Linked DNA regions of Sus scrofa: regions 1, 2, 3 and 5 are each linked to region 4. A link is a contact called in public HiChIP or PLAC-seq data. All regions are on one chromosome and are shown on one strand. The core of a region is the stretch at or near the end of the contact, and the rest is flanking DNA. Distances in the headings are between cores, read along the strand shown.

The links. HiChIP or PLAC-seq counts read pairs in DNA pulled down with a chosen protein or histone mark.
Region 1: a contact with region 4 is called in an H3K27ac HiChIP or PLAC-seq map of alveolar macrophages. The contact joins two enhancer-like sites. A contact is called at or near these places in 2 of 2 datasets of contacts at active chromatin or transcription factors (alveolar macrophages and skeletal muscle).
Region 2: an H3K27ac HiChIP or PLAC-seq map of alveolar macrophages shows a contact between it and region 4. The contact joins two enhancer-like sites. A contact is called at or near these places in 2 of 2 datasets of contacts at active chromatin or transcription factors (alveolar macrophages and skeletal muscle).
Region 3: a contact with region 4 is called in an H3K27ac HiChIP or PLAC-seq map of alveolar macrophages. The contact joins two enhancer-like sites. A contact is called at or near these places in 1 of 5 promoter capture datasets (fetal skeletal muscle), 8 of 47 Hi-C or Micro-C datasets (blood, brain, epiblast stem cells and 4 more) and 2 of 2 datasets of contacts at active chromatin or transcription factors (alveolar macrophages and skeletal muscle).
Region 5: a contact with region 4 is called in an H3K27ac HiChIP or PLAC-seq map of alveolar macrophages. The contact joins two enhancer-like sites. A contact is called at or near these places in 1 of 5 promoter capture datasets (liver), 21 of 47 Hi-C or Micro-C datasets (alveolar macrophages, blood, brain and 12 more) and 2 of 2 datasets of contacts at active chromatin or transcription factors (alveolar macrophages and skeletal muscle).

What each region holds. Positions count from the first base shown.
Region 1 is chr3:93,684,719-93,687,533 of Sscrofa11.1, forward strand. No RefSeq gene overlaps it. Among named protein-coding and RNA genes, the nearest start is that of MCFD2, 65 kb to the left of the region's middle. Within about 2 kb of position 1,258, at least 29 of the 83 cell types and tissues checked have an H3K27ac peak or open chromatin away from gene starts, as enhancers often do. A contact at or near this core is called in alveolar macrophages, where this site is marked.
Region 2 is chr3:93,704,463-93,707,162 of Sscrofa11.1, forward strand. No RefSeq gene overlaps it. Among named protein-coding and RNA genes, the nearest start is that of MCFD2, 85 kb to the left of the region's middle. Within about 2 kb of position 1,414, at least 4 of the 83 cell types and tissues checked have an H3K27ac peak or open chromatin away from gene starts, as enhancers often do. A contact at or near this core is called in alveolar macrophages, where this site is marked.
Region 3 is chr3:93,653,879-93,656,594 of Sscrofa11.1, forward strand. LOC110260019 (a long non-coding RNA gene) reads right to left here. Exons shown (of 3, transcript XR_002342725.1): 2 at 2,366-2,556; 3 at 1-1,882. Among named protein-coding and RNA genes, the nearest start is that of MCFD2, 34 kb to the left of the region's middle. Within about 2 kb of position 1,428, at least 9 of the 83 cell types and tissues checked have an H3K27ac peak or open chromatin away from gene starts, as enhancers often do. A contact at or near this core is called in alveolar macrophages, where this site is marked.
Region 4 is chr3:93,880,194-93,882,893 of Sscrofa11.1, forward strand. It overlaps a transcript of SOCS5 not described here. Among named protein-coding and RNA genes, the nearest start is that of SOCS5, 27 kb to the left of the region's middle. Within about 2 kb of position 1,273, at least 9 of the 83 cell types and tissues checked have an H3K27ac peak or open chromatin away from gene starts, as enhancers often do. A contact at or near this core is called in alveolar macrophages, where this site is marked.
Region 5 is chr3:94,072,849-94,075,548 of Sscrofa11.1, forward strand. ATP6V1E2 (V-type proton ATPase subunit E 2) reads left to right here. Exons shown (of 5, transcript XR_002342728.1): 4 at 1,453-1,526. Among named protein-coding and RNA genes, the nearest start is that of TMEM247, 7.2 kb to the left of the region's middle. Within about 2 kb of position 1,368, at least 2 of the 83 cell types and tissues checked have an H3K27ac peak or open chromatin away from gene starts, as enhancers often do. A contact at or near this core is called in alveolar macrophages, where this site is marked.

The sequences.
Region 1 (2,815 bases), core at 8-2,507, 200 kb before region 4:
CAGTGTGCAGACGGTGTGGCCTCGGGCTTCTGCCCTCACCTCTCTGACCCTCAGTTTCTTTGTTGCTAAAATGCAGGGATTGGCTCACAGGCTCTCTAGGGATCCAGGATCTCAGGACATAAGGACAAGCTCTCCAGTGTCCCTTTGGTCGTCCCTACCCCAGCCCGGCCTTGCATGTACCAGGGAGGGACCAGGGCCAAGGTGTGGCTGGAGGGCTCCAGGAAGACCAGCCCCTGCCCTGTCCTCAACCAAGATGCCTTTTCACAGGTCACGGAGAAAGGACGGGCCCTCTGAGACTGTCATTATCTCGTGATCGTAAGCCCAGGGGTAGGGGGTGTGGGATACCAGGGTGGGATTGCGGGTGCTTAGAGAAGAGTCTGGAGAGAGAGGCAGAAGAGTATCTAAGACAGCTGCCACCAGCTACCCTATGGCACAAGGGCAAACCTGCTCCCTGTCCCCCATTAACCGAGGAATTAGGGCTTGATTTAATCTGCTTGATTGAATCTGCCTCTGGTGTAACATTATTCTGAGCACCAGTGGGGCAGCCCAAAGAGTTTTTACCCAGTGGATTGTTGTGGCCTTTTCCATTCACATGGGAGGCTCAGGAAGCCTGAGAATAAGGAGCAGCTGAAGAGCTGTGAACAGTGGTTACCCAGGTCATTGGTACAGCCAGGAGCAGGGGGAACATTCACAAGCACACAGTCTGAGTAGAGGTGGTGGTGAGAAGTTTCTTCAACTTCGCCATAACCCCTGGCCCGCTTCCCTCACTTCTCTCTTTGTCCGTCTCTCTCTCTCTCTCTCTCTCTCTCTCTCTCTCTCTTCCTCCTCTGCTGCCTTTCTCTTTCCTCTTTTCTAGTAAGAGAAGCAGAATGACTCAGTGGAAAGAGGATGGCTCAGGAGTCAGGCGGCTTTGACCTGTCAGGCTTCTATGACACCGGGGCAATGCTACCCTCGCCTTGGTATTGTTGGGAAGATTAAATAGGATACAGTACGAAACAACTTCAGGTAGTACATAGGAAAATGTTAATAAAAGACAGCCAATGTTATCATTTACCCAACACATCAGCGGAAGCTTGTCTTAAGAGATTGGCTGTACTTGATTAACGTTTGTTCCCATTCTTAATAGAAATTAGGGAATGTAAACTTGTTTTTTTCCCTTGCTCTTACAAAATGGAATGGCCATACTCAGAGAGATTACTCCAGACTCCCTTGTGGCTTCTAGTTTTTCCCCGTGCGTGTCAGCAGACCTGGAGGGAAGGCAGGCTCGCCCTTGAGCTGGCCCTGCTGGCCACAATTTCTTGGATCTCGTGATGGGTAAGGGCGGGCCAGGGGGGTTCTCCTGGCTGGAACATGTCTCCGAGGAGAGCTTTGATGTTAACCTCATGGTTCCAAGGCCGCACACCCACGATGGCTCCTACTAGACAAACAAAAAACAAACCCAGGGGCCAATTCCTCACTTTACATCAAAGGTTTCACTTTCTAGGAGGAACCTTTTACATTCCAGAGGGATTTTTTTCCCTCACATCACTTGACATGCCTTCATTACCTGTGCCAGTTGGGGTTCAGGTAACAGAGAAACAGAAGCCACATACACAGGGTACCCCAAGCACATGGAGTTTTCATAGTGGGGATTTAGAGGCTTACACAACTGATGGGAAGGCTAGATGAGGGCAGTCGGGGAAGCCACCGTCAGACCCCACAAAATCAGGAAGTGCCAGGACTGCAGAGAAGATGCCGAGATCGTTCCAGTGTCCCCAAAGCATCAACTTGGGCAGCTGCAGAGGTCAGCTGCACACCTGTCCATGCCAATTCAGAGAAGCCGAGCTCTCCTCATCTGTAGCCTGACGAATCTCATGCAAGTGACAGTATTGCCAGGATCTTACTTAGAACCATACTGGCAAGGAACTTGGCAAGACCCCCTAGCTCCTGCTGGAGACAGAGGAATGTGCAGAGTTGGGTGGGGATGCTCTGGTCCCGGCTGAGCTGGAGGACCAGCACCCCTTTAGCACCTCCTTTCTCGTCTGCTCGGTCGAGTGGCCGCTCCCATTTCCTTGGCCGCATTTGGCAGGAGCCCCGCTCATGGGGTTCATGAGCCACTGTGTCCAGGGAAGCCGGGAAAGGGCACAGGAATAGAAAAGAAGAAGAGACGTTTTAAAACATGTAGAGACATGAATAAAGCCAGTTTAAAAAACAATAACTGTCTTTGCCAAGGGAACACGCTGTAGTCCCAACGCTCAGAAAGAGGGAGGAGATTGGATGTTAGCAAACAGCTGTTGGGGGCCTGGTCAAGCCACTCCTCTCTCTGCCCTCTTCTTCATCCATGAAGAGAGGTGTTAAATGTGCACGTCCCTCTCAGTCCTGACCTCCCTGATTCTCTCATTTGTGGGGATGGAAATCTCCTGTGCTTGGCACTGGGATGTGACTCTTCCTGTCTCACCTCCTGCTTCCCTGGATTCTTCCCTCCAGCCCCAAAAGATGCTCCGACGTCTGCATCCTTCAGAGACAGACAACCAAAGAAACTTCCCATGATATATGTATTTTTTTTCTTTTTAAGGCTGCACCTGCACATATGGAAGTTCCTGTGCTAGGGGTCGAATCAGATCTGCAGCTGCTGGCCACAGCCACATCCACAGCCACGCAGGATCTCAGCCACATCTGCGATCTTATGCTGCAGCTTGCGGCAACGCCGGATCCTTAACCCCCTGAGCAAGGCCAGGGATCGAACTCGCATCCTCATGGACAGTATGTCAGATTCTTAACCCACTGAGCCGTGACGTGAACTCCCCCACCATCTTATAATCCTTCTTAAAGTACT
Region 2 (2,700 bases), core at 164-2,663, 180 kb before region 4:
GTTAGTGATTATTATTAGCTATGGTAGAGAGTTATTGGCAGGATTTCATTGCTTATGGATATAATGTACTTAGAACAAGTGTTTGGAATTTCTAAATAAAAGCAGCTACCATTTTCATCAAATATAAGACTTTTTCTGTATTGTGGTAACATTTACATAATGTAAAACTTACTGTTTTAATCACTTAAAAAGACACCAATCCAGTGGCATTTATTCCATTCACAGTGTGTGCAGCCATCGTCATTATCTATTTCTAGCACATTTTCATCACCCCAAAAGGAAACCCCATACTTATTTTTATTTATATAATTTTTGCTTTTTAGGGCCGCACCCATGACATATGGAGGTTCCCAGGCTAGGGGTCTAATCGGAGCCACTGCTGCTGGCCTACGCCATAGCCACAGCAACTCGGGATCTGATTCGTGTCTGCGACTACACCATAGCTCACAGCAATGCTGGATCCTTAACCCACTGAATAAGGCCAGGGATCGGATCCACAGCCTCATGGTTCCTAGTTGGATTTGGTTCCACTGTACCATGACAGGAACTCTGGAAACCCCATACTTATTAAGCAGTCATTCCCCATTCCTCCCTGTTCAGCCTCGAGATGTACTCCCCCCAACCCACATCTTCACATCTGAGATGGAGCTGTGCTTACAATCAAAAGCATCTCATAATCACTGTTTCTCAGCCCCATATCATTATCACTGCTTGCTTGAGTATGAACTTGGCAATTGTTCTTTAGTAGAATTTTATGCATTCTTAAAATTTTATCTATTGAGTTTAACTATCATTCAAACTGCTTTTAAGAATGTCATGATTCAGGAGTTCCCATCGTGGCGCAGAGGAAACAAATCCAACTAGGAACCATGAGGTTGCGGGTTCCATCCCTGGCCTTGCTTAGTGGGTTAAGGATCTGGTGTTGCCGTGAGCTGTGGTGTAGTTTGCAGATGTGGCTCGGATCTGGCATTGCTGTGGCTGTGGCATAGCCTGGCGGCTGTGGCTCTGATTGGACCCCTAGCCTGGGAACCTCCATATGCCTTGGGTGTGACCCTAAAAGGAAAAAAGAGAAAAACAAAAAAACAAAAAACGGAAAAGAATGCTGTGATTCAGCAGAGGAATGAAATGTTGAGTGCAAAGAAAGACATGAAACAGAGTGACAAGGCAAAAATGCAATATAAACGAAGCAGATATTCATCATCAGAGGAATCCCCATAGTCTGTGCTTCTTCCAAAGCAACAACCAAGTGCTTTATGGGACAGAAAGGCAGATACAAATAGATGAAGCTGTGTTATATTTTGTTAATGAGATACTTCGCGAACGATGGACTGCCACATTTGAAGCAAGGCAACTGAAGGCTGGAGATATTATGAAACCCCTTGGCATAGATAATAAAATATTTCAAAGTAATGGGAAGTTGGTGTGACTGGTTCATGCGTCACATGGGACAATTACTAAGGCATCCTGTCTCAGTTGAATGGCAGTGTTACTTTTCTTGATGGTACATAAAAAACAGTGTTTCATACAAATGAAGCCATCTTAAAATGATGATAAAGCATTATTATCACATTGCAAGTTATTTTCATTTACTTGTATTTTTCTCCCAATAGACAGTCAATGTGTTGCAGAAAAAGAGTTTGTCTTACTACTGAATCTTCAGTGCCTGGTCCAGTTGTTCAATCTCTGGCTTCACTCAGTGAGTTAAGGATCCAACATTGCCAAGAGCTGTGGTGTAGGTCACAGACGTGGCTTGGATCTGACATTGCTATGGCTGTGGTATAGGCCAGCAGCTGCAGCTCCAATTTGACCCCTAGCCTGGTAACCTCTGTATGCTGCGGGTGCAGCCCTAAGAAAAAAAGACCAAAAAAATAAAAAAATAAAATTCCTTTCTTTCCGGGTGCTCAATACAAAATTGTTAGTAGTTGCTTTGTACCAAGTAGGATTTTGTTTGGCTCTAATGATAGAACACTCAAAATAATAATGGCTTAAACAAAATGGAAGTCTGCTAACCCTGCAGATAAACAAAGTATGGAAGTAAATAGCCTAGTGATTGTAGTGTAGCTCCATGATCATCAGGATTTTAGGTTCCTTGAGTCATGCTGCTTTGCCAACCACAAACTTGGCATCCATCATATGGCCCGCATATGGCTGCTTGAGCTCCAGCCATCACGTCCACATTCCAGCTGGCAGAAAGTAGGAAAGGAGGGAAGAAAAAGGACATCTCTATTTTTATGAATCCTTCCTCCAAAATCATAAATGACACCCTGTTTATATCCATTGGCAAGAACCTGACTACATTTAACCACATAGAAACTGGGAAATACAAGCTATCATCCAGGCAGCCATGTACCCCACTAAAATTTAAGGGTTCCATTACCAAGGAAGAAGGGGAAAATGAATGCTGAGGCACAAATAGCAGGCTCTACTGTACTCATTAAACTCCATGGTGCTGAGTACAAGTGGGTTCCATGACGGCAATGGAAGGTCTTCAGGTGGAGATGGGGCAGGGGCAGGGCTGTGAAAGGTGAGCATGATTTTTTTTTTTTTTTTTTTTAGGGCTGCCCCTGCAGCATATGGAAGTTCCTGGGCTAGGGGTCAAATTGAGCTTTAGCCTCCAGCCTACACCACAGCCACAGCAACGTGGGATATGAGCTGCGTCTGTGACCTACACCACAGCTCATGGCAACACCAGATCCTTAA
Region 3 (2,716 bases), core at 178-2,677, 230 kb before region 4:
CCACAATGGCAAGAACCATTTCAAGGATGCAGGAGCCATTGGCTAAATAGTTGTTTAATGAATTAATGACTGCTTTTCTGGGTTGTATAAATTGCTCATTGAACATCTAATAATTTTATCAGTACTAAAGAGTAGGGAGAGCAGTAAAAACATACAAAAAATAAGATGTGCTCTAATGAAAATTTATATCCTTAAATGCCTTCATTAAAACAAATATCAACAACCCACAGAAGCTTGAATACTGGATGAATAAACAGATGTTGAGCAGGGCTTCTGCTGCAGTGTCAGCTTTGGTAGGAGACATTGTCAGGTCCAGGGACCCCCAGCCCTGGGGAGCTTCTCAAGAGCATGCAGAGTCTCCCCCGGAATGTCAGCACGGGACCCTGAGACCCCCAAGCCACCTAAGGGCTGATCTGCTGGCCAAGGGAAGGGGAGGCTTTGAACCTGGGAGCGTTTATGGCTTTGACAGTCGAGTGAACTGACTTTTTGTTATAGAAAATGGGACTCTTTATTTATACCCAAGAGTAACTGGAACGCTATGGAACCCGCTTTCGATTTCATTAGAAGAACACAGGTTGCTGGAGACTCTTTTGAGCCTCTGTGTGCGCCTCCTGAGGCAGCGCATTAAGTGAATTCTACCTGTCAGTGATAAGAGCTGTACTGTCCTTGAAGGAGCCTTGTTGTTGCCCGCCCGTGTTTGTTTCTTCCAGCCTGCTGCCCCTTGCAGTCCTGGTGCTCAGTCCGTGCCCAAAGTCGTCTGCAAACGTCTGTCCGTGGAATAAAAGGGGATCCTCAGGCAGCTGGGTGTGCTCAGTCAGGCTGCTTGGTGAAGGTCGGAGGAGTAAGAAAGCGGGACGGAGATGACGCATGCGCCTGTGAGGACGCCGCGGCAGGGGGCGGGGGAGCACGCAGTGGTTGTGTGCATGGGTGGGAGCCTTTAGACAGCCTAAGCTTCTGGGCTCAGATCAGGTGCAGCTGCTCCCCCAGGTGCTTGCACCCAGGCCTCTTCACAGGGTCTCTGTTGCCCGTGGGGTGTGGGGAGTCCGCATTATGGCTTCATGTAAATGAGCCTGGGCAGAAACTGTGTCCTGTTTCTGGTCTCCCCCCTCCCACCAGCTTGCACTTGCTAAAAGCTTGCTGTTGATTCATCGACTGGCAGGGCAGGGTAGGGGTAAGCTCTCAACTTGGCTGTACATCAGAATCACCTGGGCGGCTTTTAAAGCTCCCAGTGCCCAGGCCCACCCTGGACCAGTTACATCAGAATCTCTGGGGGTGGGACCCCGTCAAGAAGACTTTTTAAAGACCCTCTTCTTATGCCCATGCCCTGCAGTTGAGACCAACAGAGGGAGCCAGGTTGAGAGCTGGGAATATACTTGCATTCCGGCTGCCTATCCTGGCCTCATCCTAGCCCTGGCTGACCCCCATACACTCTCTAGAACACATACTTGGGCTTAATGGCAGGGGTGAGGCTGAGGTGATCCCCGCCATCTGTGGGGCTGCCTCTGGCTGTGGAAGATGTGACAAGGTCACCAGCAGCGTGGGCTGGATTTCTCACAAGTGCGATTTATGAGGCAAAAATTTCTCTCTTCATAAAAATGTCCCCGGTTCCTGTTGCGAAGGGTAATTGAGGCTTTTAGCTTCTGTGTCACGGTCATCACCCATTTCTTTATATGCCTGGTGGTATCGCCCACGGGGAATTAAGTCATATTCTTGGTCAGTGAGTAACATAGAGGTAGCGTGAACTGGACATCCAGGCCAGGTGACTCAGCCAGGACCAGAGTCCCTGGGGAGCATCTCTTCCTGTCCCTGTCCCTGGGTTCACTCAGACCACGCCGGGGGCGGGAGGGAGCAGAAACATCTGGAACGGCTCCTGCTTTCTTGTCTGTAAAAGGGGGGTAACGTGAGGGTTAAAGGAGGCCATGAATGTGAAAAATCTGGTGTGTAGTGGGTGATGGCTCATTTAAGCCACCTGACTGCTGCTTGCATTTCCACCGTTCCTCCCTTTCCCCACAGGGCCCCAAACACACAAACACAATTTTACCTGCAGCAGGAGCTGAGAAAGATTGGTGCACTGAATTCCAAACACCGGGGGTTCGGGCCAGAGGTAATACTCTTGGGGGATTTTAGGCCCCTTCCCCTTCCCTGCCATGAAGTCCTGCCCTCCCTCCCTTCAGTGCGCAGTCCAGCTGCAGGGCTCGCCCCTTCCCTGAGAGGGAGCCCCCTAGTGGCAGGCTGAAGGTCCCCTGCACATCTCTGGCGGCCTTCTCACCTCACCTGCAACCCTAAGTGGTACATAGACCCAGGAACAAAAATCTCTATCATTCTTCCTCTTGACAGATAAGGGAACAGACTCAGAGAAGCTTACCTTTTTGTCCAGGTCACAGAACTAGTTCCTCTATTCCAGTCATTTTTCCCAGTCTCGCTGCCCAGCTTTGACTCTGGGGATGAGAGCGCCCCCTGGAGGGTTCTCCTGGGAGTGGAGTCTTGAGGCTCGCTCCCCAGGGCCAGGGTGTTGAACTGAGAAGTCAAAGGACTGCAGATGGGGAAGTAGGCTGTCTGGGCAGAGAAAGGATGGGCCATGAGGGTTGGTGCAGGCCAGGTCCACTGCTCCAGTGCAGCCGAGGCACTGACTCATCAGGAAAAAGTGGCCGATTGTTGACTAGCCAGCGAGTTTGTCCTGAAAGAGCGTGTCCGTGGTGCTAGAGAGACTCCAGGT
Region 4 (2,700 bases), core at 23-2,522:
AGGTCAGATGCTCACTGAAGCATCCACTATGCAGATCCCAGGGAACACGGCTTCTCTTCATGTTTACACTCTGTGGGTATGAGAGGGCCACCAGGCAGACAGATCCATCCATGTGGCACTGGCACCAAAGCTGCATGGAGGAACAGCAATCTTGTGGGGAGTTTTCCTTGGCACTCCTGATCAAAGTCATTGCCAACTGCCAGGTCAGTGACCAGAGAGCTTATTTCCTCTGGGGAGATGAGTTATCATAGAAAATCTAGACCAGACCCCTGTGGAGTAGCACCTCAAGAACTTTAGTTTTCATCATGGAATAAGTCCCGAGGCATCTTCTTCCTGAGCAAGCGCCAGAGCTTCTATCTCAAATACAGACCAAGGCCATTCTAGGAAGAGAAATGAGGGCTGGACAGCCATGGAATTGGGGCTGGGTAGGAATGCCTTGCACCTGTTGCTTCCGTTCCCTAGGCAACCTGATTTGGGGCCTGTCTCAGGTTTCTCTGATTGGGAGAATCATGGGCTCCCTCATCAATCTATTGTGGAGAAGCCGGAGTCACAAGGGGAGAGGTCCAGCTATAGTGGGGAAGTACATAACACCGTGCAAAGAGCAATGCTGCTGGTTACCAAGCATGAACAAGACAAGAACTCATGTTCCTCCATGTAAAGAATTAGAGCAACACTTGCCTGGACCCCTTGAGAAAGTTTCTCTTAAAATTCAAGGGAGCGAGAAACATACGCTCCAGTGAAGTTCTCCATCACATAAGTCTCCTGACCTGGGAAACAATATCAAAACATTTCCATTTAAATCTGGAGGTAAAAATACCTGTTATTTCCTTGCGTGCCTGTCCCTTACATCAATATTATTGTAGAAGGATTGGCTGGTGCTCATGATGTGTTTCAGTTACAAGGCAGATGAGTTTCAGAAAATTATTGTTTATGACATTTGAGAGTCTGTCAATGTTCTGGTATCATAAGAGAAGATAAAGGTTAGTCCTGAGGTACAACTCCTAGAAGACAAGCACAGGACCTGATGGTGAGCTCTTAACAGGACTGGCATTTCACAGCAGAGCTGCCATGAGTGAGATCAGCATTAATTAATAACACCTTGACGTACAGCAGGACATTGTTTGGCAGCCTAGAAAAGTCCGGTCAAGACAGGCGAGGGTCTGAGCCTCAGGGCTGGAGATTTGCATGCTGAGGCAACCAGGAGGACCAGGGTCAAGCGAGGTCTCTGAATAATGGGGATGACAATACTCTTGACTGATTCCTAAGGACAAAGCATGAGTAAGAGTTAGGGGGTGTGTGGTACATTGCATAAGGCAATTTACCACAAGTCTGCCATATATAGGGTTGTATATTTGATTTTTCACGGCTTGTTTTTGGATGATGATGTGTATTTGCAGTAGACATTTATGTCCTGAATGTCATCACTTTCTCCCGACATGGACTAGGCTGAAAATTTTAGGAACCTGTTTTTGCCATTATAGGTGGTTCACAGAGTTGGGAGAGGAAGACATTTCCACTCCTTAAACAAGGTGATGTTTGGGGATTAATTGGATGTGTGAGATTTTAATTCTTTGATACCTACCCTCTGGAAATGTGTCCAAAACGGTTTGACTAAAGCACAGTCCCCAAAGCAATAGCATAGATTTGGGGATGGTTGGGCAGGATCTGTACCTGGGCTTCCTCTGTGTAAGGCCATTGGATTGGAGAGGGTTTTCTTTGGTAGCAACTCTTCTCCTTCTGCATAAACTGTTCTGTTCAGCCCTTTCCAGTGTCCTCTCAATATTTATGGCCTCCTTTCTCTTCCAATTGTTTATCCCATGCTGCTCTGTGATTACTCTTTTCTATCAAGCCAGAAGCTCCCCAGTGCTGGAATCTGCTTCCTCGTTAGCCAGGATTTCCCCAGAGCAGGGACTGGATCTCTTCTGACTAGTCTGGGTTACTTCTGGGTAGAAGCTCACTCTTCACCCCTGTCTGCTCCCCAGGCCCCTTGTGGGGAGAAGGCTGTTGTTAGCTGCTTGGCCTCAGGTTGCCATCTAATCACGTGGTTGCAACAGGACCACAGGTGAATAAGCCTCCTTTCTGCTGTAAAACATTTAGTCACAGCCGGAGCTCGTTCACAGGCCTTGGAGTCCATTGAAAGTTTTTGGTGCTTACCAGTCTGCTTCTTCGTTCTCTTGTGTGCTCCCCCTGCCCCTGCCCATCTATGTTTTCTGCTTACTTTCAGTAACCTAATGGGAAAGCCTTGAATGTGGGAGAACCTCTTCTACATCTGCCTTGTACATTTTGTACAAAAACAAAAAGTAAAATATACTGTAAAGGCCTGGCGCTCTCAGGAGTCTGTACAGTTGGTGGCGTCATTGCCCGTGAACTGGTGAAGGTGGGAGCCTGGGGTGAGCGTGGCAGCTGGAGGCCTGTTAGAGAGTTTTGGAGCCCCTTCTTGAAGCTTCACCATATCATATAGCCCCTGATTATTTGGATCCATCTGGGGCAACTGCTTGGCCTAGAATTGTCCCCCAAGTGCTTTTTGGAAAAAAAAAAAAAAAAAAAAAAAAAAGAATTGGCTGCATTGAGCAGAGTAGAGTTAGTGTTTTTAATAGCCTGAAAAATGATATCCAGATGTTCCACACAAAGAAGGGGGCCCTTCCCTCTAATTTCGAGCCTGCCACAGCGATCCTCAGCCTGGTCCCTCCCATCTGGACA
Region 5 (2,700 bases), core at 118-2,617, 190 kb after region 4:
GTCCCTGTATTAAAGCCTTTCCTGTTGGAAATACTGAAAGTGGTTTTTTGGGGGGGCTTCAAGGAGCTAGAACTCAAAGCCTCTGGCCAAGACAAGAATTACCCCACCTATCTCATTGTAATGCTCCCTCCCCCACCTCGAGCAAGCTGGCCTCTCCTTCCTGCCCTCTCCTAAGAAAGGTATGTGGTCCACTCCTCACCTTGCCCCTCCAGGGCCCTCATATACCCCCAACCCACCAGCAAGTGTATCCTAAGACCCCTCTTACCCCATCCAATCAGCAGGTCAGCAGATGTATCCTAAGACCTCTCCTCTTACCCTGGGCTGTAAAAACAGACACCACCATGCACCCTGCCCGGGGTGGAGGGGGTCGGATGGGCTCTCTCGCATCACCAGGAAGTTGGCCCACTGTGCTAGCAGTGTTTCTTATCTCAATAAACTCTTCTTCTTCATCACCTCGCTAGGCTGGAAAATTCTTCTTTCTGACCCGCCTGCACAGACCACAACAGTTTCTGTTTTCCTGACTGAACCCTGGCTCGTAGAGTGGATGTTCAAGAGGAAGCAGTGACCTACGTGCTCAGGGATTTTGGGGGGAAATCCGACTGAGGAGGGCTGCTTGAGCACAGCCCTTCCTGGGCATATGTAGGGACGTGTGTGAAGGCGTGTGGATGTCCAGGTCACTCAGGAGCTGTCCTCTTGCTCCTTTACCGCCCCTGCCCAACCAGTCCCTGCTTTGCCTGTGCCCTTCTCACGTGACTACCCAGCCCTCTTAATCATGAAACTTAATCAGTAACTGCCAGTGTGCTTGCCCCCTGCCCCAGCTAGTGATTGTTCTAATCTAGCTCCACCTTCTAGTTCATTAAAGGAAACATCTGCCCTCATGTTGGTTGGTAACCGAAGAGGTTGAGAGGGATGTGCCCCAGCTGCTTGTTTCCCTGGTAATGGATGAGCCAACCTGACATCAATTCCCTCTATAAATGGTAATCCCCTCCTTTGGGTCCCCTTCCCCTGTAAATAAACCAAGAAACCATTAAACTGTTGCTCTTTCCAGGCTCCCTCTTTGGTCTCCAGGCTGGGCAACAAGAAGGCTTGCAGGCCGTGGGGTGCAGCCCAACAGCATGTGTATGAGTGTTGAATTAGTTGGGGTCTCATCAGGAGACAGAAACCATACAGTAATTCCAACAAGGAAGGTAGAACCATTAACTAGTGACAGAGGATTGGCTCCTTAGGGGTAAAGAGAACTCTAAATAAAAATGGAATGAATTTGGGAGAGGTGCCCCCTAGAGGCTGCAATTCAGGTCTCATTAGAGAGGGTGGCGATGGAGCCACTGAATGTGTAAAAGTTCGCTGAGGTCAAGGTCAAGCAGATCTAGACTGGCAAGCAGGACGCTGTCCACTGGGGTGCCAACAAAACTCACCCAGAAGCTGCCTAGAAGATGGTGTTAAACTTTCCAGGAAGTCACTGGAGAACCTCAGCTGGGGAACTTGTTGGGACGAACAAAACCTGAAGCCCCTGAAACTCTCTGGAGGTGAGTACCACCTTGTGTGCCAGCCCAGCTTTGTGGGAGTAAGAAAAAATGAAAAAGCAGCCTCTTCTTCCTCTGATGGCTCTCTAGCGCCCTCTACTGACAAAACTTAATATCATGGGCTGGCAGGGGAAATGCTTATGAGGTTTTGCTTCAGTATCAGGAGCTGGGTAATTAAGGGTGGATTTACAGCTGAGAGGAAATAAATTGATAACTGACACCACATTCATGTACTAGGACTTCAGTTTCCTTTCAACATGCCTGCATTAATGCCCTGGGGGAAGCTCCTGACTTTTTAAGAAATTTGCCCCAAACAATTTTTCACAAGCCTCTTCCAGGTTCATGACCCTGTGCTAGGTACCGAGGAGGAGAGCATCAAGGATCATCATATGTAGTTAGTTCTTACCTGTGCAGCACATGTAATCTATCGGGAGAGAGAGAATGCTTCTTGATGTTCCCTAGCTCTCCTGCCTTACTAACATTTTTTGCTGGCAGTTTTCTCAGGCTACAAAACGCTCTCTTCTTCTTTTTTTAAATTGTCTTTTTCTCCTTTTAGGGCCACACCTGTGGCATGTGGAGGTTCCCAGGCTAGGGGTTTAATCGGAACTGTAGCTGCCAGCCTACGCCAGGGCCACAGCAATGCCAGATTCGAACCACGTCTGCGACCTGCACCACAGCTCACGGCAGTGCCGGATCCTTAACCCACTGAGCAAGGTCAGGGATCGAACCTGCAACCTCATGGTTCCTAGTCAGATTTGTTTCTGCTTCGCCACCACGGGAACTCCAGAATCCTCTCTTCTTTAGCCCCATCCATGAAAGTCCCTCCAGCCTTTAGGGCCCAACCCAGCTACCACCCCCTGTGAAACTGTGCTTTGTGTCTCTCTGGCTGCTTTGTGTTCAATGATCTGGTGCGTGTTTCGTCCTCCCCCTAGTGGAGGATGAGGGCAGGGCAACTGCCTGCTCACAGCAGGTGCCAGTAAAGGGTCTGTGCAGCCGATGGCCCTGGTCAGGCTGTGGCTCCCTTCCTGCTTGCGAATGTGACACAGGCAGGCAGAGCAGACGGTCAAGGAGCTACACCTTCTCCTTTATGTCCTTATACCTTCCAAACAGAACCAGAGGCCTCACTTCTGCCCGCTTTCTTTCTTTGATCCCTCTACTCCGATGAGGGGGAACTAGC